3 separate regions of the Mus musculus genome follow, and regions 1 and 3 are each linked to region 2. A link is a contact called in public promoter capture Hi-C data. All regions are on one chromosome and are shown on one strand. Each heading gives the region's core, a stretch centred on a gene start, on an enhancer-like site or on the middle of the called end of the contact. The rest is flanking DNA. Distances are from core to core; before and after follow the strand shown. Region 1 holds the start of Stat2 (signal transducer and activator of transcription 2). Region 2 holds the start of Arhgef25 (Rho guanine nucleotide exchange factor (GEF) 25). Region 3 holds the start of Pan2 (PAN2 poly(A) specific ribonuclease subunit).

The links. Promoter capture Hi-C pulls out the DNA fragments that hold promoters and counts their contacts. Capture Hi-C pulls out chosen DNA fragments and counts their contacts.
Region 1: a contact with region 2 is called in a promoter capture Hi-C map of neural stem cells. The contact joins the promoter of Stat2 here to the promoter of Arhgef25 in region 2. A contact is called at or near these places in 2 of 39 promoter capture datasets (neural stem cells and pre-B cells), 2 of 115 datasets of contacts at active chromatin or transcription factors (astrocytes and bone marrow-derived macrophages) and 2 of 9 other capture datasets (liver and pancreatic islet).
Region 3: a contact with region 2 is called in a promoter capture Hi-C map of pancreatic islet. The contact joins the promoter of Pan2 here to the promoter of Arhgef25 in region 2. A contact is called at or near these places in 3 of 9 other capture datasets (adipose tissue, liver and pancreatic islet).

What each region holds. Positions count from the first base shown.
Region 1 is chr10:128,269,086-128,272,819 of GRCm38.p6, reverse strand. It overlaps Stat2 (signal transducer and activator of transcription 2), which reads right to left and starts at 2,322. Exons shown (of 24, transcript NM_019963.2): 1 at 2,103-2,322. It overlaps Apof (apolipoprotein F), which reads right to left. Exons shown (of 2, transcript NM_133997.3): 2 at 1,570-3,734. The coding sequence ends at 2,861.
Region 2 is chr10:127,187,468-127,191,005 of GRCm38.p6, reverse strand. It overlaps Arhgef25 (Rho guanine nucleotide exchange factor (GEF) 25), which reads left to right and starts at 2,234. Exons shown (of 15, transcript NM_001358557.1): 1 at 2,234-2,755. The coding sequence starts at 2,659. Dtx3 (deltex 3, E3 ubiquitin ligase) reads left to right here. Exons shown (of 6, transcript NM_030714.2): 6 at 1-628. The coding sequence ends at 42.
Region 3 is chr10:128,301,527-128,305,044 of GRCm38.p6, reverse strand. Pan2 (PAN2 poly(A) specific ribonuclease subunit) reads right to left here and starts at 1,710. Exons shown (of 26, transcript NM_133992.3): 1 at 1,574-1,710; 2 at 552-950. The coding sequence starts at 833.

The sequences.
Region 1 (3,734 bases), core at 1,073-3,572, 1.1 Mb before region 2:
GTGCTCATATACATGAAATAAATACATAAATAAATAACTACTTCATCTTGCTCCCACCAGCTGCCACAGGAAGCCCCTAGACACTGATCTGAGTACAGCAGAATAATCACTAGGAATCATTTAATTGCTTTTTTTTTTTTGGCAGGGGGCGGGGGGGGGGGGGAGGAACCATGCAGAAGAGGGGGAGGAGGGACGGTAGGAGGCAGAAGGGGTGAGGACACCATGAGAACACTGTCCACAGAATCAACGAGGCAGGATTCATAGGGGCTCACAGCAACTGAAGCAGCAATCATGGAGCCTGCAACACTCTGAGATGAGTGCTCTGCAAATACGTCATGATTGTTTAGCTTGTGTGTGGGGTGGGTGGGGGGAGTGGAGTGTCTCTGACTCTTTTGCCTGTTCTTGGAACCCTTCTTCTCCTCCTGGGTTACCTTGGCCAGCCTTGATCTGAAGGTTTGTGCCTAGTCTTACTGCATCTTGCTATGTCGTGTTTGGGTGATACCCCTGGGAGACCTTCTCTTTGCTGACAGGGGAGAGGCAGGGGATCTGGAGGAGAGGAGAGATGGGGTGGGGGCACTGGGAGAAGGGAAGGAAAGGGAGGATATGGTCAGGATGTATGAGAGAAGAATAAATAAAAAGGAAAAAATAAAAATCTTACTCTTATTGTACCTAGAGCTGAAAAGCTTAGAAGAAACACAAGTGTTCTTTAAAGGTCACATGATTCTACTACAGAGCAAACATTGCCACCTAGAGTCCAGGCGTTGACTTTCTTTCCTTAAAGGCAGGAATGGAGAAGGGAAGAGATTGGGCAGGAGATCCAATTATTCTCCTTCTAAAAATTTTATTTTATGTATATGTTGGATGTTTTGTCTGCATGTTCACCCACAGATCAGAAGCGGCATTGGATCCTATAGGACTCTAGGATTATAGATGGTTGTGAACCACCATGGCTGGGAATTGAACTCAGGACATCTGGGAGGGCAGACAGTGCTCTTAACTGAAGAACCATCTCCATAGCCCTGATCCAATCTCTCTTCAAACAAAATGTTTGTTTTCATTTTAGCTTTCTTGCAATCCTTGATCCTCGTGCCTTACTCTCTGTGAAAGCTTTGGTTGAGCTACAGCTCCAAACGGGTACTTGACTCTTTAAATTATATGCCTGTATTGCTTCTAAGAAACAAAAACTTGACGGGTGGTGTTGGTGCACACCTTTAATCCCAGCTCTTGGGAGGAAGAGGCAGGTGGATCTTTGAGTTTCCAGGACAGGAGGGCTACACAGAGAAACCCTGTCTCAACCCTCACACCCAAAGTCTGCCTAAGTGAACTAACTGCACGTAGGCTATAGGGGCTGCAACAAAGTACTTTCTCTAGTTGGCTTCACTCTCCGATATCAGTTTTGCACTGAATAAGGTTTTCTGAAATAAACTAGACTTTGTGTGTAACCTTAAGCAAACAGTTTCACCTCTAGGACTATAGTTTATATGTATTATATGTATATAATATATATATATACATATGTGTATATATATATATTATACAAACACACACACATAATGATCAAGGATGTCTTTCTTATTTATTTATTTATTTGTGCAAGGATCAAAAATTATGTAAAGGGCCTCGAGAGATGGCTCCATGGTTAAGAGCACTGGCTGCTCTTCCAGAGGACCTGGGTTCGGTTCCCAGCCCCCACATGGCTGCTCACAACCATCTTAACTCCAGTCCTAGTAAATTCGGCCCTCTTCTGGCCAATTCAGGCACGCACCTAGTACATAAACACAACATGCATACAAATTTTAAAAATATAATAAGGAAGCAAACAAATAAGTAAATAGATTCGCAGAGCAGAGGTTAAAGCTTTGGCTTATGACAAGGATCATAATGGGTACATAGAGCAGCTGCAAGGGTTGCGGAGGAGTTTTGGAAGGAAGTCGACAGGGTTGAGAAGTAGAACTGTGCAGCGGTGCAGCATCCTGCAGGGTGTTCGACTTCAGCCAGAGAGCAGAAGCCTTGTCTACAGGGGCATCACCCGGGGCAGCAGCCCTTCCCGGGAACCGGCTGGCACCTCCGCCCCGCTCCGCACACCCTTTCGGGGCCTGTACCTTCTGAGGGTCCAGTGCCGCTCCTTCCAGTGCTCTCGCTGCAACTTCCAATTCTCCAAGCGGTTCAAGGACCCGTTTTCCACCCTCCCCCGACTCCGGCGGACCAAGATAGCGAACAGCGGAATGGGTCACCCGGCTGGCGGAATGGATCACCCGGCTGTGGACGCTCGGCGTTCCGGGATCGGTGGGGCGACCGAAAGCTTAGCCACGCCCTCCCCGCGTGTCACTCTCATTGGCTGAAACACAACCCCGTTCAGCGCTGGGCTGGACAAGCTGCTTGAAACCACACCGCCGACTTCAGTGATTGGCGGAGAGGGAGAAGCTCGTTAGTGCCCGCTCCCGCCCCCCTAGTCGGGCGGAGCCCAACTAAAGTCTTAGCCAGGAATTCTAGCAGCTGATTTACCCGAACCGAACCGTGAGTTCTAGGGAAAGGAAACTGAAACCAGGGTGCGTGAAGGCACCTAGGACTCCATAGAAAGGGTGGGACCTGCGTCCCTTAGGATAGGGAGGGAAGAGCTGAGGTAATAAGGTATTTTTGAGGATATGAATGATAAATACTGTGGGTTCATGATAACGCTTTTTAATTTCTATAATCACTTGTTCAGGTGGAAGTTAGCCAGCCCCATTAGAGTGTAAAAATCTAAGTTTCAAGAAGGAAATTACTGGCAAGCGATGACAGTATCCCAAACCATCCACCCACCCATCCATCCATCTACACTTCTCTTGTCAGAATTTTCCACTTATTGGTTGTTTTGTTACTATCTCTTGTACGCCAAGACACCATAGTTCTTTAATAAAGGCCACTCCCAGTTAGAAGTTGTACTTTCAACTTCTGACACAAAATTAGACATGGCTATTTCTTCCACAACACCGATATCTGTGGTGGCATCCTTTCCGGTCTCTGGCTGATGGGTGGTCACCTCTGGCTGAGGGGTGGTCACCTCTTTCTCATCATAATAATACTGGATCAGCCGCTGAACCCCAGCCTTCATCGCTGGCTTAAGAGCAGCCGTGATCACCGCACCAGCTGGGCCCCCTGACGCGCCTACCATGGCCATCAAGAGATCATAACCCAGATCTATGGCCCCATCTCGACCTCGTTCCTTGGCCTTGTCAGAGCAGTTCTTAATGGCGTAATACAAAGCTGTGCCTAGGTTGTAGTAGGTGCCTACTGCTGGTAGTAGGTCAACCACATTGTGGACACTCTGTTCCTGATCATTGTCGCAGTCTGTGTTGGAAATCGAACGTTTGGCCCTCTTTGGACCTGGCTGCTCCCAGGCTAAGAGCTGCAGAGCAGAGGACAGGGCATCCACAGACACTTCCCGGTCTGTGTGTCCACTCTTCTGGAGCTCCTGGAGATGGTGGATGAGGGCTTGTGTAGCCTCCACACCTCCTAATCGGTAAAGCTGAAGCTGAAGAGCCCAGACCTCAGCCTGGCAGCCAGCTGCCTCCAGAGCATTCCTTAGAGCCAGGCCTACCAGGAATTTGGAGACAGGGGGCATGTAAGTGAAGCCAGGCAGGGACTTGGGGAGCAGCATCTGGCAGGACAAGGGCTTGTCTGAGGTCTGCATCTGGTATCCCAACTTCGAGGGAGGGAGCACCGTAGAGACACTGGTTGCCTCTCCGTGTGAA
Region 2 (3,538 bases), core at 985-3,484:
GTGCAAGAGGAACTGAGAGCCAAGGGTATCACAGACGACTGAGGGACAGCTCCTTTGCCAAGGCCCCCCGCTGTCCTCTACTAGGATCCAACGGAAGCCTCTGCTCCCCCCGCCTCTCTCTGCCCCCACACCATCCTTGAGGGGATATGTCTGACTGGGGTGGGAACTCAGAGGGGAAGAGGACATGGTCCCTTCCCCTGCCCCCCCACTGGCCAAGTGCTCCAGCAGAGGCTGTTTTCCAAGGCTCCCGTCCCCTCACTCCGTGTACATATTTTCTCTGCCCCTGCTTCTCCAGTGTCCTTGGCTTTTCCTGGTATGTACCGTGCTCCAGTGACTAAGCTGAGAAAGGACCTGGGTAGGAAGGATGGGGTCTCTGGAACTCCAGCCCCTGAATACTGTCTCACCTTGGACTGATATTAGCTGCCTCCCCCAGCCAGCTGTGTGTTAAGATAACAGTAGTCCTACCTTAACGGACCCTTTCTCTCCCGTGTCTGTCTTTGTCAGTCTGTCTCTCGCTCTTCTCTGCCCCTATAAGGAGCCTCCTCACCGCCCCCCCCCCCCAAATCTGGAATTGCTGCCAGACTGTAGCTTTTAATTTAATAAAAATAAAGTGAAATATGCAACTCTATGCCACACCCGTCTTCTGTTCCTCGGACAGGGTGGGGGTGGGGTGTGGACCCGCTGAGGAGATGGGGTAATGGGGATTCCTTGCATGCCTGAATGGACCCTTTCTCTTCCTAGGAGTCACTCTCCTCTGGCAGAGCTAACGCTGGGCGTTGCAATAACCCTGCAAAGCCCTAGGCCACACTTGGATTGATGGAATCAGGATTAAGAGGGGTTTGTTTGTGGTTCAGCTACGTTTGTGGAGAAGGGAACAACCCTACCCCTTTTGAGAAGTTTGGCTGCGGTGGGAGCCGGGGCGGAGCCGGGCAGGGGGGCGGATTCGGCAGTAGCAACTCCCCGGACGCACGCAGGCCTCAGAGCCCCCCAGCTTCCGTGGCCCCTCGGCCCTGAAACTTGAAGCAGGGTAGGGGTCCAGCATGAAGCCCCCGGACCGCCCCACCCCTGGCCGCACTGACCGGATACTGGGGGTCATGGGTGGCATGCTGCGCGCATGCGCCGTACCCGGGCAGGAGGGGGTAAGGAGGAGGGACCGCGGGTGGGGTCGGGGGGGTCTTTAGAGGACTTTAGGAGAATTGCACTCCACGACTCAGTTTCCCCGCAAACAAAAGTTATATGGAGCAGTCGCAAGGATCCATAAATTCAGTTACGAGGGCCATATGCCAAGTTCTGGTTGACGCTTTCAGAGTAATGTGTATTTTGACAGGAGGGAGAGAAGAAGGGGGAGGTCGTGGCAGCCTAGGAAAGGGTCCTTACAGTGACTCTGTCTCGGCAGCCCCCGGAGAGAGATCCCTTAGGGCCTGGGAGTACCAAGACAGAGAGTGATTGTATCGAGGAGGATCAGACAGGGCAGCGCGAACCTGAGGTCCTCGCCTGGGCTCCGCAGCCCGGTAAGAAGCTGGGCTTGGGTGGGGCACAATTTGCCATCCTGCGCAAAGTGGTGACTTCAGATAGATTCTGTTCATATTAGCATAAAGGCTTGCGCCTAATTTGCATGGGACCATTAAATCGCAGACACCACGCTTCTCTTCTAGCCCGATGTGTGTCCTCACTTCGGCGGGTCCCGAGCCCCCGAAGGCGGAGTGGAGTGTCCCCGCGCCCCACCCCTGGCCCTGGGCCAGCCCAGGCGCCCGGACTTCGCCTTAATTGGTGATTAGTTTTAGCTGGAGTTCTGGGGCCTGGAGGAAAGATGGGTCGGGGGAGAGGGCGGCACCTGGGCTGTGTTCCCTACAAAGTGTTCCCCAGGCACACAAGCCCTACTCGGGGCATGGGGGTGAGGGGTGGCGGGGGAGACAGCCAGAACCTCAGAACCATTCACACACAACAAGGCCCCATCCTGCGAATTCTTCATCTTAGAGTCCAAGGGGCGAGCAAGGCAGACCCACCTCCAGCCTTCACGCCCACCCAACCCAGAGCCCCGCAGTTGCAGCTGGGATGCTAGAGGGAGCCCAGGCCTGGGAGGAGGGGCGGAGGTCTGGGGACCCGGACTGCAAGCGTGGAGGTGCCTGGGGGAGGGGGCTGGGGAAGCGCGGAGGGGCGGAGCCTGGCCGCAGAGGCCCCGCCCCACGGCAGCACCGTGGCCCGGCCTGTTATTCCGCTCGCCGCTCGGCCCGGACCCGCGCGGCTCCAGTGGCTCTGGGAATCGGCCCCCGCACCTCCCTGCCCGGGCCTAGAGCCACCCCTAAGCCGAGGCCGGAGACGGAGCTGGAGCGGCTGTCGCATCCCGGCCGGGCCTCCCCCATCACCCCTTCCTCTGGCTGGACATCTGGACCCTGGGCCCCGCACCGCCGGGGTTCCGGAAACCCTCCCCGCCCAACTCCGCGGCCCAGCCCCGCACGGCCCTCCCTCCAGACTCCCCTGCCTCGACTTCCGTCTACTCCTGGACCCCCGCCTCCCATCCTTTTTCTCCCCCCCTCTCCAAGCCTGGACCCCGGAGGGAGGGAGGGGGGTGTGCGCCCTGCGCCCGCCCCGCCCCGCCCCCCGTGATTCCCCCTGCATGGCCGGCCCGGGTGGGGGGTGCGGGGGGCCCCGGGCGCCATGCGGGGGGGTCACAAAGGGGGTCGCTGTGCCTGTCCCCGTGTGATTCGAAAAGTGCTGGCAAAATGCGGCTGCTGCTTCTCCCGGGGGGGACGTGGTGAGTGCGAGGTCTGAGGGGGCCAGCATTGAGCTTGAGCTGGGGTTAGGGCATCTGCTTACTCTAGCCCTAGGGCTTTAGGGCTGGAGCATGTACGGGTGTTTTCCAGAAAAAAAATGATTTAACAGAGAATATCTAAGGTCCTTTTCCACTTCTAGATTCCTGCTGATTCAAGTTGAGGAAGTTGAGGAAGGGTCAGAGGACCCATTTCTTTCCTTTAGTCAGCTAGCCAGGAGGGAAAATTCTCTGGTGATCGCCTGATGCCCAGAACCTTGTGTCTCAGATCACACTGGCTGAATATCTTCCGAAAAGGGAGCAGAGGAATGGTGGGCTGGGGGTGGGGCGAGGGGTATCTACCTACCTGTAAAGGGTTTTATAAGAACTCACATTGCAGCTCTTCCCAATTGCTGGCCAAAGATAGCCCCGCTGAGCTGTCCTCACTGCCCCCTGGGTTGGGTATGTGCATGCGCTGGAGAGGGGGGCTGTCCAAAACAATATATATAGTAATTACTGGAGTGGGAGGAGAGGGGCTGGAGGTGGCAGACAGCCTCGTTCTTTTGTTCTCACCCCTCTCCGGGAGAATGGTCTGTACCTATTGCAAGGGGGAGTGTTGTAGGGAAGCAGATGGCTACCCCCAGTTTCCAGTGTCTGCCCAGATGGCTGCCCCCACCCGCATATCTGTGCTATGCTCAGGATATGGGGAACCTTCACATGGAACTGGAGGAGCACGGGCCTGGGAGCTTACTGTCCCTCCTCCCCAGAGTGCCTTTGCAAAGATTTCTA
Region 3 (3,518 bases), core at 461-2,960, 1.1 Mb before region 2:
GTTCAGTGCTTGCCTGCTGTGCAAAAAGCCTCGGGGTTTATCTCAGCAACATACACTGAATATGGGTTTGGTGTCTATCTTCCCAGCGCTCAGGAGATAGAGGCAGGAGGATCAGACATTCAAGACGATCCTTGGCTATACATAAAGTTTAAGGCCAGATTGGGATAGAGAGACCCTGTCTTTAAAAACAATAAACAAACAACAACACAACAAAAACAATAAACAACAGTCAGATATGGTTACATACAAGGAAACTCAGCACTTTGGAGGCAAAAGCAGGAGGACTGCTGTGAGTTCTAGATCAGCCTGGACTATAGAGAGAGATGTTGTCGCAAAAACACAGTAGTGATAGGAGAACTGACAGAGTGGAATGCCTTATGAAACTAAATATGTAGTTAATCTCTCCACTCCCTTGTTGGTTTGAAAGACCCAGCTAACTCTCATCAGTTCAACTCAGTTTTGACTACCTGCAAAGAGCTGTCCTTGGGCAAAGACCAGATAAAGATTTCTAATACACCCTTTCAGCCTTCAGAAAGGGGTATAGTTCTTACCCCATGGCTCCCCACCCACAGCATCTCCTCATGTAAATCAAAGTGGGAGACAGACACAGGCACTCCCACTTCAGCCACCACGCTGTGCAACTCAGAGTAGACACCTTCCATTATGTGCACTGACTCCTGGACAGGAAGAGCCTCCAAGGCCACTCCCTCTGGGTCTAGCTCCACATTCTGTAGCAAACTTGGATTCAGGTGGGCATCCAGGACTGGGTCCAGGGTAGAATGCATAGCTGGGGAAAATTCGGCCAGTCCAGGATCCAGACCCTCAAAGTTCATGACGATAGTGGCCGCTGGTCAGACCGGAGTCACACCCTCCCTTGCCACGCTTCCTACAGACAAGTGACCCAGCCTTCAGGAGGACAGCACCAGTGAACCTAGAATGGACATTCTGGCCTGCAAGGGAAAGAGGCAGCGCAGTCAGGGATAGGCCTAGGTACTGGAAGTATCTTCTATGTGGACAGGACAATCAGGTAGGCAGAGGGGATGAGACTGCCAGGCAAAGACGGAAGCATGCATGAAGAGGACAAGGGCAACGCTGTACTGTGAGTGGCATGACAGTGTCCCTTACTCTGCACCTCTAAACTTCCTAAGTTCCCTGCCAGCCCACCAAATGATCTAACTCTTGACTTCCCTTTCTCCTGAACCACAAGGTGAAGGGAGCGGGTTTGATAGGGGCTGGAGTTCGGGGGAGAGCTCTGAAATGCTTGTTTCTTAGAATTGGACATGAGACAAAGGGGCTGGGCGGTGAAGGGGGCAAGACAAGCCAGTTTCCCAGAATCCTTTACAGTGGTTACCCAGCATTCTCCAGGGGGTGGGTAACAAGAACGGCCAGTTACCCACAAACGGGGCGGGGGTAAGGGGGAAGTAATGGAAACGGATAGCTACCCAGAATTCTTTGAGCGAACCAGAGAAACTGGTTACCCAGAATTCTCCCCCAGCGCAGGGGACGGGAGGGGAAGGATTAGGGCAAAGGTCAAGACGTGTTCCTGGGATGCTTACGGGGAATGGGTCATTACCAAGATTTCTCCATGGCGGATATTTTGGAGCGCGTGGAATTCAAACGAGTAGGGGGTAGAGAAAGCGCCGTCAGCTCCGCGGGAAATTCCAGTTTCCCTACTACTCCCCCGCCTCTAGCTCAACCTAACCCAAGCAAGACGGACGGTGGATTGGCAGCCATCGCTTCCAATCAGCGGGGGCCACGGGCTCATCCCAGCCAATCAGAAAAAGCCAGGTACAGGCAGCGCCTGAGAAGGAGAGTGACGTAGCCTCCGCCAAAACAAGGTTACGGAATGCCACCGGGGACAAACTGAATCAGGCGCGGATCTATTTGGTGTTACGAAAAGTAATCCCTTCGCTCTCAGGCTTTGTTAAGCAAAATTAACTTTAGACTTTGAAGCCAAGCTTTTACGCTCCCTGAATAAGAACTAGACTAAAGGGGCGCCAGAGGCTAAGCACTGGGACTCGCCCGGTGGGTATTCCCAGCGTGGCCTTCATCATTCCCGGCGTATAGACCTTCATCTTGCTGTGCCTGTGAGCCATTCCAATACCTCTGACCCTGTACCCCCGAAACTCACTGGCATTTCCTATGACTTCTAGATGTGGGGAAGAAAAAGGAAGCGGGAGCCTGACTTCTAGTGTGGCCCAAGTGGCCACCTTTTCTCTATTTCTAGAGGCATCCATCTGAAATTCCCATCAATGTTTGTGTCGTCCCCAGAGGTCCCCTAATTTTCCCAAGAAACAAGTCTCCTAGACTGTCAAAATTCCCCTAGACCGTGGAGCTGGACATTGACCCCAAGAGAGAGATAAACAGTAAACTGAGTCAACTGAGCTGTAGCTATTCTGAGGGGTTCTTGATTAATCTCCAACTAAGAGATCCTACTGCCTCTCCCTCTCCTGTGAGAGTGTGTCACCGTGTCTAAAATATTTGGGGGTACTGGCTGTGTACTAAACTGCTTTGGAATTGGTCCAGGCTGTGAGATGTCTTAGGTTGCCCAAACTCAGCTCTGTCATCTCTGTTTTTAAAGGCCCTGTGCCACTAGTGGTCCATACCTACAATACCTGCATTATTAAAGCAGAGGCAGGAATCCCTTACAAATTCGAGGCCAGCCTAGGCTACATAGATAGTAAGGACCAGGCTTGCTATGGCTACATGGTGAATATCCCTTTCAACAGGTGCCTGTGGAAGAAAGTTCTCACCAATAATAAACACCAATAATAAAACTTTTAAAGCATTTATTGGGCCAGGCATAGTGGAGGTATATTTGTAATGGCAGTAATCCTGAGGCAGGAGGATTAGTGTTCAAGGTTAGCTTCTTCTATATAGCAAGTCCCAGGCTAGTCAGGTTACATGAGACCCTGTTTCAAACAAACAAAAACCAGGCTAAGTGGGATGGCAATCCCACCACTCAGGAGGCAGAATGGATTTCTGTGAATTTGAGGACAGCTTGGTCTACGTAGTGAATTCTAGGCCGACCAAGGTTAGACAGTGAGACCCTGTCTCAAAACACCCCCCTCATCCAAATAAAAATGTATTTCTTTTCAAAAAGGTGAAAGAGGATTTCAAGATGGTACAGCAGGTAAGGATACTGCTACCAACTGTCAGGGTCTGAGTTCCATCCCTGAGACTCAATGTGGTTGTCTTCACATTCATACTGTGGCACACATACATAATAAATAAATTTAAGTGTCTATCTGTCTCTGTCTGTCCCTCTGTCTCTCTCTCTCTCTCTCTCTCTCTCTGTGTGTGTGTGTGTGTGTGATTTTTCTCTCTCTCAATAAAGGCAAGCAAGTAGAACTTCAAGAAAGAACCCTGAGGCAGATGCATCGGGACTTCATCTATGGATGTTCTGCAGCCTAGCCTACCTGAAACTCTATCTAAAAAAAAAAAAAAAAAACAAAATAAAATAGTAATGGGGTGGGCAAGGGGGACATAGGCACTTGGGTATTCCACACACCAAGAAA